Linked DNA regions of Mus musculus: all the other regions are linked to region 1. A link is a contact called in public HiChIP or PLAC-seq data. All regions are on one chromosome and are shown on one strand. Each heading gives the region's core, a stretch centred on a gene start, on an enhancer-like site or on the middle of the called end of the contact. The rest is flanking DNA. Distances are from core to core; before and after follow the strand shown.

Region 1 (5,935 bases), core at 836-3,335:
AATACAAAACAAAAACTAAAAGCTCTTTACTAAAGTAGGAATAGAATTTATTACAAGTTCCGGGGTAGATTTACTAGTTATGACTGGCTTGTTCTACTATTACTAAAACTAAGCAATAAAGTTAAGTGTGATGGTATGCACCGATAACTGCAGTATTTGAGAGACAGAGACAAGCAGATTAGGGGTTGGGGTCACTCTTGGCTGTATAATGAGATGTTTATATGAGCCAAACCCGACCCAGTCTTAAGAAAAGGAATAAAAACATTCACTCTAGCCGGGCGTGGTGACGCATGCCTTTAATCCCAGGACTTGGGAGGCAGAGGCAGGCGGATTTCTGAGTTCGAGGCCAGCCTGGTCTACAGAGTGAGTTCCAGGACAGTCAGGACTATACAGAGAAACCCTGTCTCGAAAACAAACAAACAAACAAACAAAAACAAAAAAAGAAAGAAAAAAGAGAATCAACACTAAAGTGTTATTTGGTGGCTTTTTAGTTTTTGTCCTACTAATGCTTAAGTTCAAACACAGGATGTTGCACATGCTAAGACTCTACTAACAAACTGCCACCCTGGATCCTGGTAAGTGGTTTATAAAGGTGGTAAGCACCCTTTTCAGCATTTAAAGACAGTGGCTCATTCATACACAGGTGTATGTTAAATTATTCTTTTTGAAGAAGTGATTAAAAATAGTCTGTTCCCCTGTCAACAATCTCCAATTTCTTTTTCGAAGAACCCAGGCAGATTTTATAGAACATTGGAGAGCACATACTTTGTAACAGTCACTGCAGGAAACAAAAGACATATTCTTGTCCCTAAGTTAGCTAATGAGACCATTCTAACTTGTAGCAGCCCTAAGAGTCTGTGTTTATGGAAGAACTAAGTACTTTCCTTTTTGGACAGTTTAGCAAATGTACGTTGTCAGAAAAAGTTATACTATCAAATTTGGAATACACCCTGGTATTTAAAACACTTTTAAAGATCTATGTACACAAACGACACTCTTGACATACCCAGCTATAAAGCACCATAGTAGGTCATCAAAAAAGGTTGGGTGTTTCATCCAAACCGAATGTGTTAAATGTGAGGTTTATTTACGACCCATTTAACCTTTCTGGAGTTGAAAAAAAAGTCGTCTGGCTATTTCTCACTGCTTAACAGGAAGTTAAAAAAACAAAACAAAACAAAAGACTTTGAAAAAAATTATAGTTAAGATTAAGACAGAAGGGACGGAGTCACCTTGGGGCTAAACGTTCACACAAGAGAGCATAGGCAGGAATAAAGGTGCTGGTCAAATTCTTAAGCAAATCCCTTGAGGTTTACTGATTTATTTTTATCCAATTAGTTTAATCGTCAGTAGTAGAGAAAAGATGAGAGAGGGTGTGTATTTCGGTGGACAGACACCACCAGAGGACCTCTCCCTCCCTGACAAGGAGTCCTGACAGCAAAATCACTTCCTGAGGAAGGAGGAGCAAAAGGGAAGTTAAGGAGGCCACTCTGATCAGGAAGTGACTCGTTCTAAACTAACCCCAATCATACCTATAAATGGGGGGATGGGGTGAGCCCCAACTGCCAAAAGCGGTAAAATAACTGCTGCCTGACACGTCCCGACATCACCTTCACCTCCTCTCTTATAATTACAGAAAAGAGTCTAGAGTTAAAAGTCAATCAGGCAAAGTGTCTCCTCTTGAAAGAAGGTTGTGCTCTGTCCAGGATGAAAAGAGTTGAGGACTGGGGGACTGGGGCCACCGTGAGGCAGACGAAAGCTCCTTTAAGGAAGGAAGCGTCCCGGGGCCAGAGGGACTATGCCAGCACCGGGAAACAACCTTCTTCTTCCTGGGGGCACCGCCAGGTTTCTCACTGCTGCCGGCTCGGACCCCTGGGCCCCGTCGAGGAAGGAAGTAAAAGAGAGAGGCGGACCCCTTACCTTCTCTTCATCCGACACCCGATCCTCAAAGTCGGCCATCTTGGCTGCTCTGGCCCAGCCCGGCGGGCCGGCGCGAGGCAGGCCGGGAAGGAAGCTGAGTGGCGGAATCACCGAGGGGCCGTCGGAAGGAGCCGCCCGGAAGCTCAGGCCAAGAGGGCGCCATGTCAGTTCCGCGCGGGTGTGACAGCCTGGAGTCGGCGCTCTAGGAAGTCGGCTTGCCCCTCGGGGCTTTGCAGCCTTAACATCTTTCTCCCTGAGTTCCGGTCACTTTCCCATTCGTCCTGGAGTGCTTGGTGGCGGGCCTCGACTCTTGCGTGGCGTCTGGGCTCCCTCTGGTCATGGAGCAGTTGCTACACCTCTAAGTTTTTCTGATCCGGTTGGTCTCCTGGGCCGCCGAGTCCAGGGCACTAAGAGCTGCTCGGCTCTTTGAGACATCAGTACTTTTCCGACCCCGGCACAGGGCGACAGGTTACCCTCAACCACGTATGGAAGAAAAACCACTTCCCTCCGGCGCCACACTGAGTCCGTTTCCAGAAGAATAAGCGCCACCATCAGATGCTTCCCCGCCCTCCTAGAGGACTAGGTAGCCCCTCAGTCGGCCACCGCGCTCCGCCACCTTCCAGATCTCCAGCCAGTTCCCCAGGACTCAGCCTAGACAGAGGCCAGCTTCAAGTCCGCCACTATCCCAGGATTCCCGACTCCGGGTTTCCGGCCCTTCTCCCCTCCCAGGTCCCGGCGCCTGCCGGAGCCGCAAGATGGCGGACGGAGACTACTTCGCGGAAGCCGCGCGGGCCGTGGGGTGTCCCCATGCACCTGTTCCTGGCTTGGGCCTGGGCCCGCCGCTGGGCTGGAAAGAGCGGCTGAAGGCCGGGTTGGCGAACTCTGGGTCCACGCTGTGGTTCCTGGCGGGGCTGGGGCTGCTTTACGCTCTGAGGGTCCCGCTGAGGCTGTGTGACAACGTGACAGCGGGTGAGAGGCCCAAACCTCCCGGACAGTCGGGGACAAGTGCCAAAGATCAGAGATTCTCGGGGAGACATGGAGGGCTTTGCAGAAGGAAATTGGTGTTGCATGCTCCAGTGGGTTTATTTTTGTCGCTTGGGCCACCTCCACCCGGCAGCTGATTGTTAGAACCGTGCTGCAGTTTCCCGGCCCCTCCCTAGATCGCTGAAGGTTCGCCCTCTCTATTCTGTCTACGCTACCACAGGAAAAGCTACCTGACACGCTGCAAGCTCCAGGTAGTAGGACAGAAGAGAGCATTCCCAGATGTGTACACACAGTTTATAGACATTCCTATCGTTTGCAGGGCCCCTTGAAAAGTCGTACCTCAGAGTTTCCCAGCTGCCTAACTTAAAAGAACTCACACCCAGAAAAGCAAGATAAGCACATCTGTCATACACGATAGAAAATGCTATGATTTTAGTGGACCATACTTTTATTGTAAGACAGTTCGGTTAAGAGACGTTTTTCGTAATATTTTTATTGTGAGTAATAAGATAGTCTAGGAAAGGGAGAGGAGAGAGAAGTGCAGACAACGGTGGGTTTGTTTAATATTTTCCTTCGGCAGTTGTACAATGTTTGTCATGTAGCCTGGGCCAAAGATAAAAACTTGTAAGCAGTGTTGACCTGTGCGGATTCTGCAAATACTATTCCCTGGCCGTAGGTAGGATGAAAAGATGGACTCCTGGATCTTTTGTGGCGTTATTGCAGTATTTTTTGCTGCAGCCTCAGAAGAAGATGGAAATATTTCCTTCTTTTTGGTTTTTCGAGACAGGGTTTCTCTGTGTAGCCCTGGCTGTCCTGGAACTCTGTAGACCAGGCTGGCCTCGAACTCAGAAATCCGCCTGCGTCTGCCTCCCAAGTGCTGGGATTAAAGGCTGTGTGCCACCACTGCCTGGTGAAATATTTCTGTTAGATGGTGACACTGTTAATTTTTCTGTCCTTTGAGAAGGCAGTGGTCTCCCTTTTCTGTCTCATGAGATGACATGAAAGACCATAGGATAATGTTCTAAAATGCTTTTTGTATTTTAGAGTATTGGTACCACATACTGTCTAATTTGTCTGTAATAGGTTGGTGAAGTGTTTAATGGTAATTTGTGTGCTCATTAAAGTGCTATTCATCGAGTTTGTCATTTATTTTTCTACTTCTTCTTGTTGCTTTGAGGCCAGGATGTTGCCAAGACATCCTGATCCCTTGAGCCACTTCTTAAGTGGTGGATTTAGAGGCATATACTAGCTAGCCTGGCTTTAAACCAGGAATGCTGACACATGCTTGTGATCCCAGTACTTGGGCTACTGAAAGTACAGTACAGATATATCAGTTGTTAAAGGCCAGCCTCAGCTACATAGTAAGTTTGAGACCAGTCTGGACTATCTTAGACCATGTTGTGAAAGTGCATTTAGCTTTTTATTCTTATATATTTGCTGAAGTTCTAGTCTAACTTACTTTTACAGCTTGTATTTTAGATTTTCAGAAAAGCAGGCTAAATTATCTCACTGTGACTTGATTTTCTTTTTTCTTTCTTTGACCCTAGATATTGACCCTAGGGCCCTGTACACACTCATTTTGATTTACTTCTTTTTTTTTTTTTTCTTTTTCTTTTTTTTTTTTTTAAAGATTTATTTATTTATTATATGTAAGTACACTGTAGCTGTCTTCAGACCCTCCAGAAGAGGGAGTCAGATCTCATTACAGATGGTTGTGAGCCACCATGTGGTTGCTGGGATTTGAACTTTGGACCTTCGGAAGAGCAGTCGGGTGCTCTTACCCATTGAGCCATCTCACCAGCCCTTGATTTACTTCTTATTTAACTAAACAACAGTGTAAAACCTCACTTTTATATCCATGAGAAGATTCTTAAGATATCAGACAATGGAAACTTAAAGTCACTTTTTAAAAATTTATTAATTTTAATGTGTGTACACTCTAGCTGTACAGATGGTTGCGAGCCTTCATGTGGTTGTTGGGAATTGAATTTTTAGGACCACTGCTCGCTCTGGTCAACTCCACTCTCTCAGTCTCTGCTTGCTCCAGCCCAAATATTTATTTATTATTATATATAGTACACTGTAGTTGTCTTCTGATACACCAGAAGAGGGCGTCAAATCTCATTATGGGTGGTTGTGAGTCACCATGTGGTTGCTAGGATTTGAACTCAGGACCTTAGGAAGAGCAGTCAATGCTCTTAACCCCTGAGCCATCTTGCCAGCCCCCACTTTTGTTTTAAGAACTTTTTCAAATTAATTTCACTTTAGGTATTAATGTTGACAGTTACTGACTTAGGGCAGTCAGCTTAGAATTTTTGAGCTTTGCAATAGTGGGAAAGCTGTCTGCATTCCATAGAACTTTTGGATTTTGATCTTTTCCCAAGCTAGCATTATGATCTCTATGGTACTGGGCAGCAACAGTAAGCCAGTGCTTCCCACTTGCATTCATACAAAGTGGAGAGTAGACAAGCAGTGCTATCCAGGACATTGTGTTGCTAAGTAATGGCAGCTGGAAGGTTAGTGATGTAGCTTACATTTTTTACCTGCAGTATTTTTAGTCTATAGGCTTATTTGAACATAGCCTCATCAGAGCCCAGGCTTCTTTACTGCTTACCTCCATCTGCTGAAACATACTTGCATGATTGCAATGGACTTAAAATTTGTACTTTGTAAAAACTTTAATGTTTTCTCTTTTAACAGTGACAGGGTTTTTAAGTTCACTGACACCCAAGTTCTATGTGGCACTTACAGGGACATCTTCTTTGATATCTGGACTAATATTTGTAAGTAGTTTCTATTTTCTTCACCTCTATTTTGATACTCATTTAAAAATTGTTTATATATTTACAAATCTATAAGTATTTGTTAGGATTTCCAAAATGTGTTTGATAGTGGGAAAAAGTTACTTAGAAACAAGTTTGAGAAATACCATGTTTCCTTGTCATCTTTTAGAGCGAGTGGTAGTATTTATTACATGTTAGGTTTCTTTTTGAGATAGGGTCTCATTATGTAGTCTAACCTGGCCTTGAAC
Region 2 (6,119 bases), core at 35-2,534, 1.8 Mb before region 1:
TCTGGCTTTTCCAATACTGGGGTCTCCAATACACACACACACACACACACACACACACACAGAGTGGGGGGACAATATTCATATTTGTTGCTTATTTTATTTTATTACATGTAATTTGTTCCCCTGAAAGCCCTACCTATGTCTACAGAGGTCTGCAGTTTCTCTGAATAACCAACTGAAAGTATGGGTAAGAAGTACACTTGGCAGGTTGTGGTGGCACGCCCCTTTAATGCCAGGCCAGGAGAAGGGGGGGGGGTATCTCATGAGTTCTAGGCCAGCTAGATCTACACAGCAAGTTCTGGGTGAGTCCCTGTCTCTCCCCCGCAAGGAAAGTACACCAGGATGAGAATGTTCTCCTCTCCCACAGAAGCAGGAAATAGATGGGAGTGTCCTCAGGGAGCTACCCTTTACCCAAAATGGTTAAGAGGACCACTGAAGTTGGGCATGGTTGTCCACACTTTTAATCCCACTAGGCTGAAGCAGGCAGATTTCCCAGAGTTCCAGGGCAGCATGTGCTACATGTGAGACCCTGTCTCAAAAAACAAACAAAAATAAAAAACCAACAAGATAGTAAAAGTAAAGTAATTGTTTTCTAGATTATTGACAGGGCAGCCTAAATAACTTTGCAATGGTTAGATCTAACCATTCCACTCCTCTACTCCAGTCAGGTGAATTATGCTTTTAGCCTGCTTTCAGCCTTTTAAATACTTATTCAGACTGACACACTACAAAAATCTTCTGGTAACTGAAACGGACAGTTAAAGTGGTTTGGGGAATTTTAGATTTTATTGATAATACAGCCTCGCTTATTTTTGTCTGTCGCAAGCAATGTAGTTTCTGGAAGACAAAAGCTTTACAAATTACTTTGTTAAAAACTTTTCTCTAAAGCAATGAAATCCCTTCTAATGTAGGAGACAGGAGAAAGCCTGTCCCGTGACTAAAGAGAAACTGCGATTTGGACTCCTGGATTATGGCTGAGGAAAGTGAAATCTTTTTATTCACGACACTCCCGGATCTGCCCTCAGAACTGTTCCTACTTCATAAGGCCTTCCTACTCAAGCCTCGTCGCTGAAAGCTTTCGGGCTCGCGAACACCGGGTGAACGCCTAAATTCACCCTTCGCCCCGCCCCCAGCGTCGCAGCAGAGTCACTAAACGCAGAGATTGCTTCTGGCACTACCCAGGGGCGAACGTAGAGAAGAAGAGTCACCGGCTTGCGTGTGGCTAAACGCAGGTCAGCGGCTGGCGTCACTCAGCCCTCGCGCGCAAGCGTACTAAGAGCACGCTCCCCCCACCTTCCCGTGCACGCGCTCGGAGCCTGCAACTCTCGCGAGAGAAGCGAGATTTATTCCTACGTACCGGGCCGTGCTGCTTATGGCGGCGCTGGAGAGGGGGCGCTGAGCTGTTGGGGTGAGTACGACCTCAGTGTTAAAGTGGGGGTAGCAACGAGCCAGGTTAAAGACAGCTGAGGAGACTCAGGTTAACGGGAGGGACCTCTGAGTGTCAGAGTGGGCACTCCTAGAATTCCGGATGGAGGAGAGTTCAGTGTGAGTTCCTACTCCAGGCGTCCCTTTTTCACCCTGGCTTCAACCGTCTCGGCCTCAGGGCCGGCCGCGAAGCCTTAGTGAGGAGGTGAGGCCAGGGGGTGCGGGTAGCGGCGGTGTCGGTGTCGGTGTCGGTGACTGAAGTGGGGGGAGGGAGCGAAAATGGAAACTCCGACCGCAGCCAAGATGGAGGCAGAGGGTGCGGGGCTCGGGCGCGAAGGCTGCCGGGAGCTGTAGTCCGTCCTCTTCCCCCTCTGCGGCTTGGCGGGGGAAAGGGAACTACAAGTCCCGGCGGGAGGGGTGAGGGGGTGGTGGCGCGGTCCTTTGTGTGCAGCTGGAAGAGGCCGGGGAGAAGGGCCTGTTCTTTTTTTCGGGACCTTGTCTGTCTTGGCCGTCACTGGCTTTGGGGATACTACTACGACTACCAGAGCGCAGTGCGGCAGTGGCGCCTTCTTTGTGTGTGGGTTGAGACCCTGTTCCATCTAGGGAAAGTGCTGCGGGACACCTCTGTTCCCTCAGCCACATCTGACCCTAGCGCGGCGGAATTGACACCTTTACTCACATTCTCTTGTGGCTGGGTCTCCACACCTAACTGTCCTTTGGCATTTGAAAAAGGAGTCGGGCCCCGTTCTAGGCACGTGTCTCCCACCTTTCTGTCTGGGGTAAATGGCATGCGTTAGGAGAGTTCCGTGATGCCCTCCCTCCGTGGTGCAAGCGCTGGCCTACATTGTGCAATGAATGGCTTGGCTTTGTCATGTATCTATCTAGTGTGAGAGCCCCAGTCGGAGAGCAAATTAAATTGGAAGATTTGACCGTCGAACGTTTCAACCATACCCAATCTTAGTGCCCCGGTTCTTTTGCTTTAAAGAGTTAACCTTAGAAACACCTTTGTGGCTGGTCTCCAACCTGACTCACAGGTGAGCAGGGAGTACTCCTTAACACTTTCCACTGCAGAAAACATTCTGAACATTATTAAACCACTTAGTTTCCTTGTTCTGCAACTAAAATGAGCAAAAAGATAGTGCTGTTTAAGCAGTTGAGGAGGACGGGCAGAAAGGAACTAAGGATGTTTAAAGATTGTAGTTGAGTTTGGACATTATGTTAGGCTGATGTGAACTTCTAGTTCACAAAACTGCCAAGTTTGTTTTTCTTTTGTTTATTGGTTATAGCCTTAAACTGTGCAACCTAGGTTAGCCTTGAAATGGCTGGCTGTCTAGACTGCTTGCTTGCTCTAACCTACTTTTTAAAAAAATAAGTTCCAAATTATAGGGCATTAATTCAAGCTACCAAAATGCTCAGTCTGCCCTCCCCACCCCCTTTCTTTTCCTTTCCTTTTCTTTTTTTGAGATAGGGTCTTACTGTGTAGCCTTGTCTGGCCTCGAACTCCGTGGACCAGGCTGTCCTTGAAGTTACAGAGATCTGCTTGTCCCTGCCTCCCAAGTGCAGGATTAAAGGCATGTACTACTGCCATGCCTGTCGATCATCTTGATTTTTAGGTACTAGAAGGCAAACTCATTACTAAATTGACAGGCGATATAATTATTAATGTGGATAAGAAGCAGATTGTGTACATAAACAGCCACGAATATGTAAGTTATAAAATCTAGGCAGTAGTTACCTGTCCCTTCTTTAGTCCCATCACTACAGACCTAGCACTTCTGAGGCAGAGGCAGGCAGATCTCTGAGTTTAAGGCCAACTTAATCTGCAGAGCAAGTTCTAGGACAACCAGGGCCACATTGAGAAACCTTGTATCAAAATATTAAAAACCAAAAAGAACCTTGGATCTAATACTTGTCCTTGTTTCTTTTCCTCTTAGAACTGGAATGTAAAGAGCTGGTAGTAGTTTGGTTTTGCAGCTGCTCTGATGTTTACCATCACCATGAGTATTTATAGCAGCTGAGTGGAAAAGCAGAGTATTTGAAGCACAGACGATAGGTTTTCTTTTTTCATAAAAATAAGTTCTGACTTAAGTGTGACCTTTATAGGAATGATTGGAAGTTGTGGTAAGTTTCCAGCTAATGAAAACTATGAACTGCTTTCTTTTTCTTTCACACCCTCCCTTCAGTCATTCCATTTTTATGTAATGTAAACCTTAGTGGGTTTTTTGTTTGTTTGTTTGTTTGTTTGTTTGTTTTTCTTTCTTTCGTTTTTTGAGACAGGGTTTCTCTGTATAGCCCTGGCTGTCCTGGAACTCACTCTGTAGACCAGGCTGGCCTCGAACTCAGAAATCCGCCTGCCTCTGCCTCCGGAGTGCTGGGATTAAAGGCGTGAGCCACCACGCCCGGCTAAACCTTAGTTTTGACTTTTTTTGAAGTATAAAGTTTAGTGGTATTAACTACATCTCTATGAGGGCTGTACTTTTTTAAGCAAGGTAGGTGATAGTGGAAGTTCCTTTTGAATGATATATATTTTTTTTTCCATTTTTTATTAGGTATTTAGCTCATTTACATTTCCAATGCTATACCAAAAGTCCCCCATATCCACCCACCCCCACTCCCCTGCCCACCCACTTCCCCTTTTTGGCCCTGGTGTTCCCCTGTACTGGGGCATATAAAGTTTGCAAGTCCAATGGGCCTCTCTTTCCAGTGATGGCCGACTAGGCCATCTTTTGATATATATGCAGCTAGAGTCAAGAGCTCCGGGGTACTGGTTAGTTCATAATGTTGTTCCACCTATAGGGTTGCAGATCCCTTTAGCTCCTTGGCTACTTTCTCTAGCTCCTCCATTGGGAGCCTTATGATCCATCCTTTAGCTGACTGTGAGCATCCACTTCAGTGTTTGCTAGGCCCCGGCATAGTCTCACAAGAGACAGCTACATCTGGGTCCTTTCAATAAAATCTTGCTAGTGTATGCAATGGTGTCAGCGTTTGGATGCTGATTATGGGGTGGATCCCTGGATATGGCAGTCTCTACGAGGTCCATCCTTTCATCTCAGCTCCAAATATATATTTTTTTGAGTAAAATATTAACACTATGTTGCAAAATCAAGTTGAAATGTTGACATTTTGTAAGACACAAAGAATTGTGTTTTTTGAAGCTTTCTTTTCTGAAAACAAAGGGAGAATCATTTTGAGATCTTTGCCCAAACTGTTTAAGCAGTTGGGAAGCTTAGACAGGAGGATTTTTGAATTGGAAGCCATCCTGGGCTACATAGGGAGACCTTGTTTCACAACATGAAAAAATTCAGAATTTTATACAGTGGTTACAACTATAAAAATTTAGTTAGTGGCAATAATTTATGTGGTGAAACTGCTGTGACTTGTGGTGTTTTGGTTTTGAGTGTGTGTGTGTGTGTGTACACATATAACATACATATACATGTATACATGCTTTTCACGATAGGGTTTCTCTCTGTAGCTCTGTCTGTCCTGGAACTAGCTCTGTAGACCAGGCTGGCCTTATCAATCTCAGAGATCCTCCTGCCTGCACCACTACTGCCTGGCATAACTTTTGTTTTGTTTTGTTTTCCTTCTTGAATCTCATCATTCCAAGACAGAGGGTCTCACTGTAGACAAGTCTGGCCTCAATTCAGAGATCCACCTGACTCTATGTCTCCTGAGTGCTTGTCTTAAAGGTGTGTGCCACCACAACCAAGGCACTTGTTTTTAAATCCCTTTTACCCAAGCAGGATTTAGAAATCCCCTTTATCTTGCATTAGATGTTTTCCACTTGAATGTGGTAATAATAATTAAAAACAAACCAATACAAAACTTTAGAAATATTTAGTGTCTTTTAATGCTAAGGTACAGCATTAATACAAAGTTGACAATAAATGTCTCTGCTCTTTCCCAACATTGTACAGGTAAAATACCATTGGTTTAAAGCTACAGAAAATAAATTGCATTTCTGTTTGTCCAACTTGGTAATTACAAACTCCAGTAAGCAAGCAAGTCTTTGGTGGATATTGCCTCCTTTTATTAGTTGAAATCTTTGCCTAGTAAACTTACTGTTGCTTTAAAAGACATGTTTTTCCTTCTCAGTTGATGGCTTATTCTGCAGTGCTTTAGCCACTAAGCTAGGTGTGGCTATTAAACATTGAAAATGTAACTTGAGAACTGGGCATGGTGGTTCATGTCTTTGATCCCAGCAGCTAGGAGACCGGGGCAGATAGATCTCTGAGTTTGAGGCCAGCCTGCTCTACAAAGGAAATTGTAGGACTATACAGAGAAACCCTGCCCAAGTTGTGGGAGTGGGGAATAAGTTGAACTGAAATATATTGTAATTATAAAATAACACTAATTTCAAGGAATGATTTATTTGGTCAATTACATGTGTACATTAATTTTTATTTATTTTTATTTTTGTTTTTTTGAGACAGGGTTTTTCTGTTATAGCCCTGGCTGTCCTGGAACTCACTTTGTAGACCAGGCTGGCCTTGAACTCAAATCTGCCTGCCTCTGCCTCCCAAGTGCTGGGATCAAAGGCGTGCGTCACCATGACCAGCAGGAAAGTTTAAATTAGAAATGTAGGTATACAAGTGTATGTACTGGGAATATAGCTTAAAAGTTTGCTCAAAGTTCTGGGTTCAGTCCCCAGCCCAGCATAAAACTGAATATAGTGGCAAACCCAGCAATCC
Region 3 (6,122 bases), core at 1,442-3,941, 1.1 Mb before region 1:
GGTTTCTGTGTAGCCTTGGCTGTCCTGGAACTCACTCTATAGAACAGGCTGGCCTCAAACTCAGAAATCCGCCTTCCTCTGCCTCCCTAGTGCTGGGATTAAAGGCGTGTGCCACCACTGCCCAATCCTTGAGGGTTTCTTTTGGAGTTTGTTTAGGAGTTTACATTTGTGTGTTGCGGGATATAGCAGCAGAGGCATATTTAAAATGTACAGAATACACTGGGAGGTGATGGATTTAATTAACGACAAAGCTGGGGAGAAGAGATGAGAATTTAAGAGTGAGGATGGTGGGCAAGTTCACATTTTTTCCCCTTTGGAGATAAGAGTCTTTCTACAGAGCTGTGGCTGCTTTGGAACTCACTATGTAGACCAGGCTACTTCTGCCTCCTGAGTGCTGGGATAGAAGGTGTGAGCCACCAAGTCAGCTGGGAGGTTCAATTTTAAATAAGATAACCATAGTAGTTTTACAAGAAAGGTGAGCAAGGCACAAAGATTTGGAAAACAATGAGGACCTTCAAAGAATTTTGATTCACTAAGCATGAATGGAAGAAAAAGGGAAACCGCTCACCAATTTTTATGTTGTGTTGTGGGAACTGTCGGATTAGCTGGACAATCTGCTGAGTAGCCTCTTGTCGGGAAGGAAGAACCAGGGCTGGATTGCAATTAGTGTTGTCTAGATACAAAGTATGAATCTGTTTCCCCAGTATCAGAGCAGGTTCCTTCAGCATGGATGGTGTATATCGAAAATCACCTGGAAGAATAATATGTGGGGTATAAGAAGTGGGCAAAAAACAAAGGCTAGAAGACAAGCCTCTTCTACCTTCAGTAGCAGATGGAGATTGGTTACGAGTTTATGCAAAAACTGTCCTGGCACTGAACTGTACAGTCTAGTTTCTTTGTGAAAATGTCTCTTTCCCACTCTTGGAGATTTTCTGTTTGATTGATGTTTTTCTTATGAGACAGGGTTTGTCTACATAGGCTGGGTGTCCTAGAACTCACTAAGTAGACCAGGCTGGCCTTGAACTCATAGAGATCAGCCAGCCTCTGCCTTCCAAGTGCTGGGATCAAAGGCGAGCACCAACATGCCTTTCTTGTTTTCTTGCTCTTGTGATTTTATTTAACAAAGTAAAGGATGGATGGTCAAGTAGGAAATCAGTTGGAAAGGGTCCCTGTGCCTGTATGGGATAAAGCTATCTTTCTGGGTAAAGGTAGCTATAAAGTGTGAGGAATGCCTTGGGAGGCTCACCTGTGTATAGAATTGTTCCAAAGTATCCTTCAAAGAGAAACATGACAGAACCAGGGCAGTGATTGGCATCTATGAGCGTTACAGTCATGGTTTCTTGCCCAATTTCATCTAGAGGTAATACATGACTCTCGCCAACCTCCAGGGCCCGGATCCAGTGCTTAGACACCTGAGGAAAACAGTTGGTCACCCGAGTAACCATAGACTTCTCTTTCATCAAGGAAAGCTGACCGAGTTCTGAACCACTCTCATGTAAGCTGTTATAAGGATTCCCAAGAAATCTCTCCTTCCTCTTCTGTCTCCCACCCTTTGTACAGATTTAAACTCAGAATCTGAAAACAGTCTAAATAAAGATTCTCACACTTTCTCCTATCATGATAATCCCAGCCATGGGTGGGAAACAACTGTCAAAAAAAGTTCCAGTCTCACACCAGCCACTTCTACTGACACAGACAAGATGAGGAGATGTTAGACAATATGTGTTTTTATCTAGCACATTAGATGAATTATTGGGGGCGGGCAATGAGTGTTGGGGATCTAACTTAGGGTTCTTGCACACACTAAACAAGTGTTCTATCACTGAACAGTCTGGTAGATTCTTAAATGCAAATTAGGAAAGCACTGGTTTTTGAAAAGATAGGAATCATTTCCTTGACTAAAAACCTCCAGGTAGTTAACTAGAAGCCAGTCTCATTCCGGGATCAATTCCCACATTTGTAAAAATTCAGTCCTTATGTCTCCCACTCGGTAATCCCCCAAACTGTGACAGATCAGAAGTCCCCACCCAGATTCCTGGACTAGGTCTCAGCGATCAAATCCCAGCCCCAATACCTGCAGGCGACGATGCAAGAGGCAAGCAGTGATGGGAGAGCAGTAGAGGGGCCGGGCCCAAGTGCTAGACAAACCCACCGTGTGGTCACAGTGCATGTGGGTTAAGAAGAAGAGCCGCGCCGAACCGGCACGGCGCAGGCTCCAAAAGTCCACAGCAATGGGCGTTTGGGGGATTACGACCCCGTTCATGGTGGCAGAGTTGAGGTGTCACCCAGTGGGGTCTTCGCGGGAACCGCACTCCTGAGTGAGGTTTCCACGACAGCGTCCCAATGACAAGTGGACTCTGGAACAAGTCCAGAAGCCCTAAAGGAAAACCATCCCAGAAACGGAATTAGTAGACAGAGTGAGAAAAAAGAAGGTGGCCGCGCTCGGGACGATCAGGATGAAAGCGCCCAACGCGGAAGAAGTCGGGAGAGCATCACTCACAACCGCGCGCTGGAGCTCGGGCCCAGTCCCCACATTGTCAAAGCTCGCGCGGCGGCGGGGAGACAGACCCTAGTAGTTGATTTCCGATCGCCGGCCGCGGCGCTCACACAGTGAGCTGCGCGCCTGCGCCGAGGGGGAGAATGGGTGGGGGAAGGGCGTCCGGAGGTCGGTGCCCCCCCCCCCCCCCCCCCGGACCTGCGCTCGGCGCTCGGCGCGACCCGGAAAGCTGCTCCTTGTGTCTCAGGGCGACGGGGCGGGATTTCCGCAGGAAGCTGTCTGGGGTGTCCTCGGCCACTGGGACTAGATTCCCAGGGAGGAGGCTGTGCTAGGTCTTTGGCCTTTTGCTAGTGTAGAATTCGTAACTGGGCCTAGAGAGAGTTGAGATCTGCTGGGCAGAGCCAACGGCCTGTGGGTCTCCGGGCGGCTCCTGAAGGGTCGGGGCTCGCCCGAGGACCCAAGAATGTGTTCCGCCCTGGGGGGCAGGCACAGCAAAGTGACATCTCGCCGTTAGTGTTTTCACTGACTACATCTCCTTTATTCAGGCTCCCACATCGAAATTAGGAGGAGCCCACGAGTTCCCTACGGGTCTGTGGAAACTGTCCCGTGAGTGTTGGCGACGATGCCATACCTTGGCTCTGAGGACGTGGTGAAGGAACTGAAGAAGGCTCTGTGTAACCCTCATATTCAGGCTGATAGGCTGCGCTACCGGAATGTCATCCAGCGAGTTATTAGGTATCACCAACCTACCATAGAATTCTAACTCCCCCCCCCCCCCCCCGGCCCCACTTTTAATCCTCTTCAGAGCTCTGCGATCACTCTGAAAAAGTTAAAGAAGGGCAGTTTTATCTTTTGGCCTTGAGGCTGCATTTCTGGGTTGTCATCTCAGTCTTCCGTGTGGAACACCATGCCCAGTTGAGAGGTCTCCTTCATACCACAGGCTTTAGCAATTGCGGCTGACTCCTGGTTCAATGACTTAACGTAGAACAGTTCTCCCTTTTTTCTAGATTCAGACCTGTATATCTTTCTGCTTGCTTTACATTTCGACTTGGATAGTTCATCAAAGATATGACCAAAATAATACTATCATTCTTCTCCTCTTTAAACCTACTATTCTGCTTGTATTTGTGTTATGAATGTCACCAGGCACCCTACCAAGCTTGCTAGTCAACCTTGAAAACATTGTCTACTGTCAGGTGGTATGAAAAATTCAAAATATCAATTCTTGTTCTTAAAGTTGTACTGTTGTTGGCTCAGGCTGTAATTACCAAAGCCTGTTGTGGTAGTTTATTAATAAGTAGCCTTGTCTCCTCACTTTGGTTAGGATTTTTTCTATTATATATGTTTGAACGTGTAACTAATCTATAGTTGTAGCTCAAAACTGTAGGTAGGACACAAAAGTCCCATGGGGTCCTTTTTTAAAAAATCGTGATCTAGGGATCAATTCTGATTTCATTAGGATGGGATAGAATCCAGGAACTGTATTGTAAATAAACAGTCTCAGTTGATTGTAGTAGTTTGGTTCCACAACATTGGAAACAGTAATCAGTGGAATGAAATCTAAACTTTTTGTTTGTGTTGTTTTGTTTTTGTTTTTTGAGACAGGGTTTCTCTGTGTAGTCCTGGTTGTCCTGGAACTCACTCTGTAGACCAGGCTGGCCTTGAACTCAGAAATCCGCCTGCATCTGCCTCCCAAGTGCTGGGATTAAAGGTGTGTGCCACCACCGCCTGGCTGAAATCTAAATTTTTTATCATGCCACCCAAGGAACAAAAAGAATGTTTAGTTCTTGCTCGTGCCTCCTAGCATGAATCATTATCTGTGTCACGTTTTCCCAGTGAGCTGGTCACAGAGCTAAAGCGTTCTGTGACGAAGCATTTTCTGACTTCCATAGTGGCATGTGGATGTGGATCTTCTTGGTCTGTATTTTGTGTATTACTTCAAGTAGTTACACTGGATTTTTTTCAAATCAGTGATGTTCTTAGCTGACTTCTTAGTTGATCTTGAGTTCCTAAACATCTGAAGCCACTATGGAAGTCAGAAAATGCTTCTTCACAGAATGCTTTAGCTCTGTGACCAGCTCATTTGGAAAACGTGACACAGATAATGATTCATTTTATTTTGTTTTGAGACAGCCCTAGCTATCCTGGGAACTTACTATGTAGGCCAGGCTGGCTTTGAACTTTGAACATGGCTTTCACCTGCCTATGTTTCCTAAGTGCTTGGGTTAAGGGTGTGGGTCACCAAGCCCTGCTTTTTTAAATGTTTATGAGCATTTTGCCTGCATGTGTAAGTGTACCACAAGTATGGCTTGTACCTGGTGTCTGTGTATGTCAGAAGAAGGCATTAGATCTCCTGGAGCTATAGTTACCAGTGGTTATGAACTGTCATGTGGGTGCTGGGAATTGAACCCATCTCTTTTGCAAGAACAACAAAATACTTTTTAACCTTTGAGCTCTCTCTAGTGTGTACCTTCTTATAGATGATGTCCCCATATGATCTCTGGAATGTTAAAGTGGAGTGTACCATTGCCAGATCACGCCATTGGTATGTACTAAGGATTCAACAGTGTGAGAATAGAGAGCAACAGTTGCAGACTCTTAATAGGAAGTTTTGTGTAACATTAATAGACAAAGTAGACCCAATTGTATTTCTCTAAAAGCTCATAGTTTGGCTAGCTAGCCAGAGCACATGTAAATACAACTCTTCCTACAGATTGGGAATTGTGTGTTTTACTTCTTTCTGCTCTGTGTATTTGTGACAGGCACATGACTCAGGGCTTGGACATGTCTGATGTTTTCATGGAAATGGTAAAGGCCAGTGCCACTGTAGATATTGTTCAGAAAAAGTTGGTTTATCTGTATATGGGCACATACGCACCTTTAAAACCAGATCTAGCACTCTTGGCCATCAATACGCTCTGCAAAGACTGCTCAGACCCCAACCCAATGGTTCGAGGACTGGCACTACGGAGTATGTGTAGCCTCAGGTGAGTGCTTCGATACCCTGGTTCTCAGTGGTTGGTGACTATAAGAGACTGTAGAGCAGATTTGTAGTGAGGACAGCTTAAGTTCCTGAATACTAAATAAGGACTGTTCTACTTTGAACTCAGATTTTCAGCCATTAACTTCGACTTTCGAAACTGTATCTCATGGTTTTCTTAAAGGTGATTTTCCTTTATCTTGGTGAAATAGTTCTGAGTTTTGGTTAAAAATGTTTAATGAGTCATTACTGTAACTTGTGCTGGGTGTGCAGCATCATTACAGATGAAAAGTCAGATTATGCCTTATTAAGTTTGATAGAGGCTTTCTCCAATTTCTTTTGATCTAGTAGATATACATTCAAGCATGAACTATTAAATAGTATTTAAACTAAACCTCTGATGATTGAAGAAGAACTTAATTTTGTCAAAACTATTATTTCAAGATCTGACTGACTCCAGGATGTGTCTCTTAGGATGCCTGGTGTGCAGGAATATATCCAGCAGCCTGTTGTTAACGGTCTGCGTGATAAAGCTTCATATGTCAGAAGAGTAGCAGTCCTCGGCTGTGCCAAAATGCATAATCTTCACGGAGACTCTGAAGTGGGTAAGACCATCCACTATGCCCAATATTTATTTGTGTCTCT
Region 4 (6,235 bases), core at 2,991-5,490, 1.1 Mb after region 1:
CAGTCTTGCTATGTAGCCCTGTGTGGCACCGAACTTCCCGTGATCACCCTTTTGTCAGCTTTCTGCAACCATGTACAGCGTCTTAATCGCCACAATGGATTTTGAAGGGCCCATTGTATTAATATTGTAATGTTTACAAGATCTGAAGACACTCATTTTCTTCAATTTCAGATAAGGAAATGCTACTTTAGGGCAGTCTAGAGCTTATAACAAATTTTGGGTTTCCAGTGTTCCATGTAAGAAAGGCATTGTATAGAGACAAAACAAATAAACAAACACAAAATCTTAGCCAAGGGACCTAAGTTCCAATCTAGTTCAGCCACAAGTGGGGGGTAAGGCACCCTTGCAAATCACTTTTCTAGATATTCTTGATAATAAAAGCTTTCATGGGAATGTCCAAGTATTAAAAAGCAAAAGTGAAATCAGGTATTATAAAAAAGTGTGGTTCTGAAGGTTTATCTCTATAACAACAATCCATGAGAGATGTTCCTACTTGTCCTTAAGATATGTGTGCACAACACATTCTCTGTAATAGTTTCATTGCTTTATTTCTATTTATAGCTCCCTTTACTATCTGAAAGAGTAGGATATGCAGGAACTAAATTTTAAATTTTTTATTAATGTCCCACAATATCAGACATTTAACTTAGTCCACTATTGTATGGCTAGAACAATGCCTGGCAGTAAACCAAAGAAATTAGCATGATTAATAAATCCCAATAATAAATAGAACCATAGCTATAAAACGAAACAAAACACTGAAAAACATTCATCTCAAAGTTTATACAGAATCACTATTAAGTTCTTTTGGAGAAAGAACTGACTTGATTTTAATAGTATCAAATATAGTACTAATGACCTGGCAGTGCTCACCTGTTACACCAGTCTTAGGGTAAAGGAACTGGAAAAATTCCTCAGGAATCAGCCCAAGACGCACTTTTCCTCCATATTCAGGAAGAGGTGGTAGAGGGGCAAGGCGAGGCTGTCCTGTGTGAAAGGCCCTTGTTGCCTGTAATACCCTACAAGCAACAATTAAACAAATTTAAAACCAATTTTTCAAAGAAAACAAAACACAAGAACAATTAACAAAACCATGAAGGGAGATGGAGACTGAGGAGTTTCCTACTGAAATATGACTGTCCAGGGAAGGGACTTAAGACAGTTGAAACTTCTACTGGAATCTTTGCCTAAGTTTATGGATTATTTACCTAGGACTTGATATTGCCAATTAAGACCAATGAAACATGAGAGAGAAGACTACAGGGCTTTGAGTAAAAAATTTCAAAGTTTTTAAAAATTTCAGGGTTAAAAGTTTTAAAATTTTTCTTTTTTGTATTGTATTAATATTTGCATGGACACTGCCACACGAGAAGGTCAGAGGACAACTTGTGGGAGTTGTTTCTCTTCTACCAGCACATGGGTCTGGGAACAGAATTCAAGTATACCTGTCAGGTTTAGTGGCAGACATCTTACCCTAAGCCATCTCACAAGCCCCTAGAACTCAAGTTTGTGTAATGTCAGATTTCTTTACAGGCCATTGTGAAGTCTGTTAATTTATGTAACATTTTTAAGTGTCTGTCCTATAGTAGGTTCCACATGAATGCCAACCTAAATGCCAACACTACTATAAGCAACCTGATATTAAGAACCTTGATTCAAAATAGTCCCTTTGATGTAGGACTGCTCACTCTATGTGAAACAGGTCTTCTCAGTTTGCAGTAATTCTGATTATGTTTAATCTTTGAGCTGTATATAAATCTTGGGAACCTCAACTCATTTGTTCCTATTTTTTTGCTCCAAGGTTAACAGTCATATACATCTGTAGTAAACACTCAAGTTCCCTCACAATTCTGCCTGCCTGACAAAAACCTTTCCACATTTTTATTGTTATATGGGGAAGGGAGATGGTGAGCTCTAAATTCCAAGTAGTATTTTGTGTTTGTTTTTTAAATAACTATTAGATCTTGCTCTTCCACTTCTAAGCTTGAACTATTATATTATACCAGCATAATAGACTTGTACATTATTTGTATTAAAACAGTCTATGGTGTATTCTTTTGAGTAATTACAGCAGGCTGATGTCTGATTAGGCTTCTGATAAAGTCTTTGCTTTTCATTCACATTTGTAGTCAAAGGTAGGTCTCCTTAAGGTTCTGAGGGTGATTCTTCCCCACTTCCTATCTCACATGTCCTTTACTCTCTACATCTCTATACTCCATGCACTTTAAGAGTTTTACAGGATTTCCTATCACTGAGCTACTCTCTCAGTCCTATGTCCTCCTTCTGAGTATCACCTTATGCCTCTAAAACATCAGTGACCCCACCAAGCTTCGAAACTGAAGAACCATGGTAGAGATCCTTTCATATAAATTAGGGTTTCTCAGCTCCAACCTGATTAACATTTGGCCTGCATAGTTCTTTGCTGCAGATAGATGGCTCTTCTGTGCATGTTTAGAAGTATCCCTGTAGCTGCTGAATGGTAGCAACCAAAAACATTTTCAGACACTGTCAAATGTCACCTGGAAAATCAGCTAAAGGCTGAATCCTACTGGTTTAGATCATACCATGAGAGAATTTTTAGAACTTTTAACTACCATCTCAGTTGAAGCCTTTATTTTCATTTTCTTAAAACTATTTTAACAACTCCAAACCTGATGGCTCTTCTTGTCAAATATTCCTTAAATATAGCTCTTTCATATTACTGCCAATGCTTCTAAATCGTGATCTGACTTGAAAACTCTTCAGCAGGCTCTCCTCTGTCCACAGAAAACAAGTAACAGCACGGGCTAACCCAGCCCCTGCAAATTTTCTACATTCATCTTTCCTTAATGCCTCACCTATACTCACATCTCTCAAGCCACAAGGTGAATGACAACCAAAGAGCTTAAAGCTGAAAGACGGTCAAGAGTGCTTACTGCTCTTCACAGGACCAGATTTGGTTCCCAGAACCTATGCTGGGCTGCCCACAGCAACCTCTAACTCCAGCTGCAGATCTAATACCTTTTTCTCTGCCTCTGCAAGCACACACGCACACAAAAATAAAATTATTAAAAAAAAAAAAAAGAGTTTGACATTCTTTGGAGAAAGCAGGGCTGGCATTAACAGTACATAAAAAAAGACCCAAGACACAGATGAGGTTAATTCAGGTTTTCTTGGTTTTGCTATGTTTAGATTTTATTGCAATAGGGATATGAGCTCTGAAGGGTTTTAAGTGGGGGGAACTGCCAAGATCTCTCTGCTACATTGAGAATGGACTGTATTGGGATAAAAACAGATGTTAAGACTGAAAGCCTAGTGAAATTGTCCATTTCAGAACTGTGGGCAGCGGCTTCATGCTGTAACAATGGTAGTGAAAGTAGTCAGACTCAAAGCATCCTCACGAGTTGAGTCTTACTGACGGATTAGAGGATGGAGCTACTGTGTAGCTGTCTCTAGGACTAGGGTTGTTACTGTGATCTCCACAAAGTTATCCACTGTCACATTATGTGATCATCAACACAAGCATTTACGAAGCCATATGTGTTTTCGGCCTCCTGATATGGTTAATAAAAGATGGAAATCTGGAAGACACCCAAAACAATAGGTTTTATTTTGCTGTATTTAACCAGATCTGTCCTTGGGGGTAAGTAAGCCAGTAACTTGGTTGTGTGTCGCTGAAGGTCACAACGAGGGGTGAGCCTCTCTTTGGTGTTTGTCAGAGGAAGGAACAGGATCATGTTCAAGGCAATTAGAAGAACAAACGTCCGAATGAGTATGCAAGCTGGCTAACGTGAAGGAAAACAGCAATTTTTGGCTTGACGCTAGGAAATGGAAAGAGAATAAGACGTGGTGACACTCACCCTGGACCTAGGGCGGCCGCGTTCTTCAGACACGGGGCTGGAAATACACAAGACGGAGGTTAGCAAAGTCAAGGAGAAATCGCGTTTCTACCTTCCCGGGTGTCGGCCCTGGCATCCGTCTCTGCCGCGCCCTGAGATGCTGGGCGGCCCGGGAGCTCTCCAGATCGCTCCCGTGGGTGAGCTCGGGCCCAAACGCCGCAGTCCGTCCTCTACCCGCTTCCCGCCTCCCCGGCCTGGCTTCTTCCTAGTCACCCTGCTACGCTAACCTAGGCTCTACGTCTCTCACCCGCTGTGGCGGCAGCAGAAAGCACCACCCGGGACAGCATTGTCTGCGAAGAGCGGGACAGCGGGCTCCGTGTCCCTGTGACCCCGACCCGAGCCTGTCAGGGGCAGGAGCAAGATGGCCGCTCGCACATCTCGCGAGAAGAGATCAGCTCGCTTTTTCTCGGAAGTTCTCGGCTTTTTCCCCGCCCCCTCCCCACTATCGCGAGAAGAGGAGAAAAAATGGGTGGGGCTGAGGGAGGGAAACAAACAAAATCCCGCTGCGGGGACAGGAGACGGAAAAGCAGGCTGGAAGGGTAGACACAATTCTCGCGAGAAGTAGAGCGAATTCCCTCGGAGAGGGGCGGTTGCGCAGAGGTACACCACGTGTGCGGTCCCTCCGGCGCCGAGTCAGGGTCTCTCGTCGAGTCTGGGTCTAGGTTAGATTTGGAATCGTGGAGATGCGGAAGGACACCCCTCCTCCGCTCGTGCCCCCGGCGGCCCGCGAGTGGAACCTGCCCCCCAATGCGCCCGCATGCATGGAACGTCAATTGGAGGCTGCACGGTACCGGTCTGGTGAGCCGAGATCCCGGGGCCTGGAAGCCCCTTTACCCCCAGTCTCGGGTGCCCTCTCCCGGTGCTGACCCTCTCGAGTCCTCCCAGCGCCGTGTGGCCCTCCTCGGCCATACCTGGCGTCCTGGCCCTGCCCCAGCTCAGCTCCACAAATCCGATCTCAGATTCAGACTGGTCCCGCCACGGGGTTCTGTGAGGTTACCATAGAAACAAGGCCTTCCATCTGACACCTTATAACTTTGCTCTCCCCACCGTAGATGGTTCCCTTCTGCTCGGGGTCTCCAGCCTGAGTGGTCGCTGCTGGGTAGGTTCTCTGTGGTTTTTCAAGGATCCTAGTGCGGCCCCCAACGAAGGTTTCTGCTCTGCTGGCGTCCAGACCGAGGCTGGAGTAGCTGACCTCACTTGGGTGGGGGACAAAGGTATCCTAGTGGCTTCTGATTCAGGTGAGTGATCCCCCTCCCCTGGAATTGAAGAGTTGGGTACAGGGTAGGATGGGAAAAGGTGTTTTATTATTTAGAAGCAGGGTTGTTTACCTTATTGGCTTGGCTGTCCCAGAAACTAAGTAGACCAGGCTGGCCTTGAACTCACAGAAGTCTTCCTCTGTGCTGTAATTAAAGACGTGTGCCACCGTGCCTAGCCTCCTGTTTTCTTTTGCTGTTGTGTTTGCTATGTGCTGTGAATTGACTCACCTTGCTAGGCAACTGCTCTGTCACTGGACAGTCCTTAATCCCACCTTTCTTTGAGTGTCAGGCTGAGAAATGTAGGCTTTGGCATTAAAAAAGACAAAGAAATGAAGTTGGTAGGTGATGGAGGGTAAATGTTGGACAAGCTAGGGATGAATATAGTCAGACTACATTGTATGCGTGTATGGAGTTCTCAGAATTAAGCAGATTAAAGAAAGTCAGAATTTATATAAGTTGGTGGAAGCTGGGTATAGGTGCTGCCTGTAATCCCAGCAGCCGCAGGCAGAGCTCTGTGAGTTGGAGGCCGGCCTGTTCTCCATATCCAGTTCCAGGCCAGCCATAGGTACGTAGGGAAGTAGGGAAAACCCTGTCTCAAAGATTAAAATAGATTTATTTTGGGTCTGGAGAGATGATCCAGTGGTGATAAGTGTTAACTACTTTTTCAGAGGACCCAAGTTGGACACCCAGCACCCACATTCCACTAACAACCTTGTAACTACAGTCTTAGGGAAGCCAGTGCCATCTTTTGGCCTCCATGGGCACTGCATGCACTTGATGAATAGACATAGATGAAAGCAAAACACCTGTGCGCTTAAAATCAGAACATCTCTCTCACATACAAACATTCTTAAGTGTTAGGTAGAACATGGCAATTGAAAAGTAGAATGTTAGTGAATGAGACTGACAGTTGAAATTAGAATATTTCAAGACAGTGAGTGGCTGCTCTTCCAGAGCTCATGAGTTCACATCCCAGCAACCACATGGTGGTTTACAACCATTTGTAATTGGATCAGATGGCCTCTTCTGGTTTGTCAGTGACAGTGTGATCATATATATAATATAAATCTTAGAAGTATTTCAAGACATTTTATGTAAGCA

What was found. HiChIP or PLAC-seq counts read pairs in DNA pulled down with a chosen protein or histone mark.
Region 2: an H3K27ac HiChIP or PLAC-seq map of thymic regulatory T cells shows a contact between it and region 1, with 7 times the contacts expected there. The contact joins the promoter of Csde1 here to the promoter of Capza1 in region 1. A contact is called at or near these places in 1 of 39 promoter capture datasets (erythroid cells), 4 of 115 datasets of contacts at active chromatin or transcription factors (pancreatic cancer cells, regulatory T cells, regulatory T cell precursor and 1 more) and 2 of 9 other capture datasets (adipose tissue and liver).
Region 3: an H3K27ac HiChIP or PLAC-seq map of thymic regulatory T cells shows a contact between it and region 1, with 5 times the contacts expected there. The contact joins the promoter of Ap4b1 here to the promoter of Capza1 in region 1. A contact is called at or near these places in 1 of 39 promoter capture datasets (the C10 cell line), 5 of 115 datasets of contacts at active chromatin or transcription factors (astrocytes, large pre-B cells, regulatory T cells and 2 more) and 2 of 9 other capture datasets (adipose tissue and liver).
Region 4: an H3K27ac HiChIP or PLAC-seq map of microglia shows a contact between it and region 1, with 5 times the contacts expected there. The contact joins the promoter of Atp5pb here to the promoter of Capza1 in region 1. A contact is called at or near these places in 1 of 39 promoter capture datasets (erythroid cells), 3 of 484 Hi-C or Micro-C datasets (cortical neurons, liver and muscle stem cells) and 4 of 115 datasets of contacts at active chromatin or transcription factors (the 230-238 cell line, astrocytes, extraembryonic endoderm stem cells and 1 more).

The regions. Positions count from the first base shown.
Region 1 is chr3:104,862,420-104,868,354 of GRCm38.p6, forward strand. It overlaps Capza1 (capping protein (actin filament) muscle Z-line, alpha 1), which reads right to left and starts at 2,086. Exons shown (of 10, transcript NM_009797.3): 1 at 1,921-2,086. The coding sequence starts at 1,959. It overlaps St7l (suppression of tumorigenicity 7-like), which reads left to right and starts at 2,087. Exons shown (of 14, transcript NM_153091.3): 1 at 2,087-2,889; 2 at 5,605-5,687. The coding sequence starts at 2,676.
Region 2 is chr3:103,019,262-103,025,380 of GRCm38.p6, forward strand. It overlaps Csde1 (cold shock domain containing E1, RNA binding), which reads left to right and starts at 1,285. Exons shown (of 19, transcript NM_001161854.2): 1 at 1,285-1,408.
Region 3 is chr3:103,806,826-103,812,947 of GRCm38.p6, forward strand. It overlaps Ap4b1 (adaptor-related protein complex AP-4, beta 1), which reads left to right and starts at 2,692. Exons shown (of 10, transcript NM_026193.2): 1 at 2,692-3,232; 2 at 5,260-5,484; 3 at 5,952-6,082. The coding sequence starts at 3,120. It overlaps Dclre1b (DNA cross-link repair 1B), which reads right to left and starts at 2,562. Exons shown (of 4, transcript NM_133865.2): 1 at 2,075-2,562; 2 at 1,247-1,412; 3 at 569-751. The coding sequence starts at 2,263. It overlaps Gm15471 (predicted gene 15471), which reads left to right. Exons shown (of 5, transcript NR_040412.1): 5 at 1,389-1,615.
Region 4 is chr3:105,955,023-105,961,257 of GRCm38.p6, forward strand. It overlaps Atp5pb (ATP synthase peripheral stalk-membrane subunit b), which reads right to left and starts at 4,241. Exons shown (of 7, transcript NM_009725.5): 1 at 4,126-4,241; 2 at 3,840-3,876; 3 at 874-1,019. The coding sequence starts at 4,165. Wdr77 (WD repeat domain 77) reads left to right here and starts at 4,476. Exons shown (of 10, transcript NM_027432.3): 1 at 4,476-4,676; 2 at 4,931-5,116. The coding sequence starts at 4,562.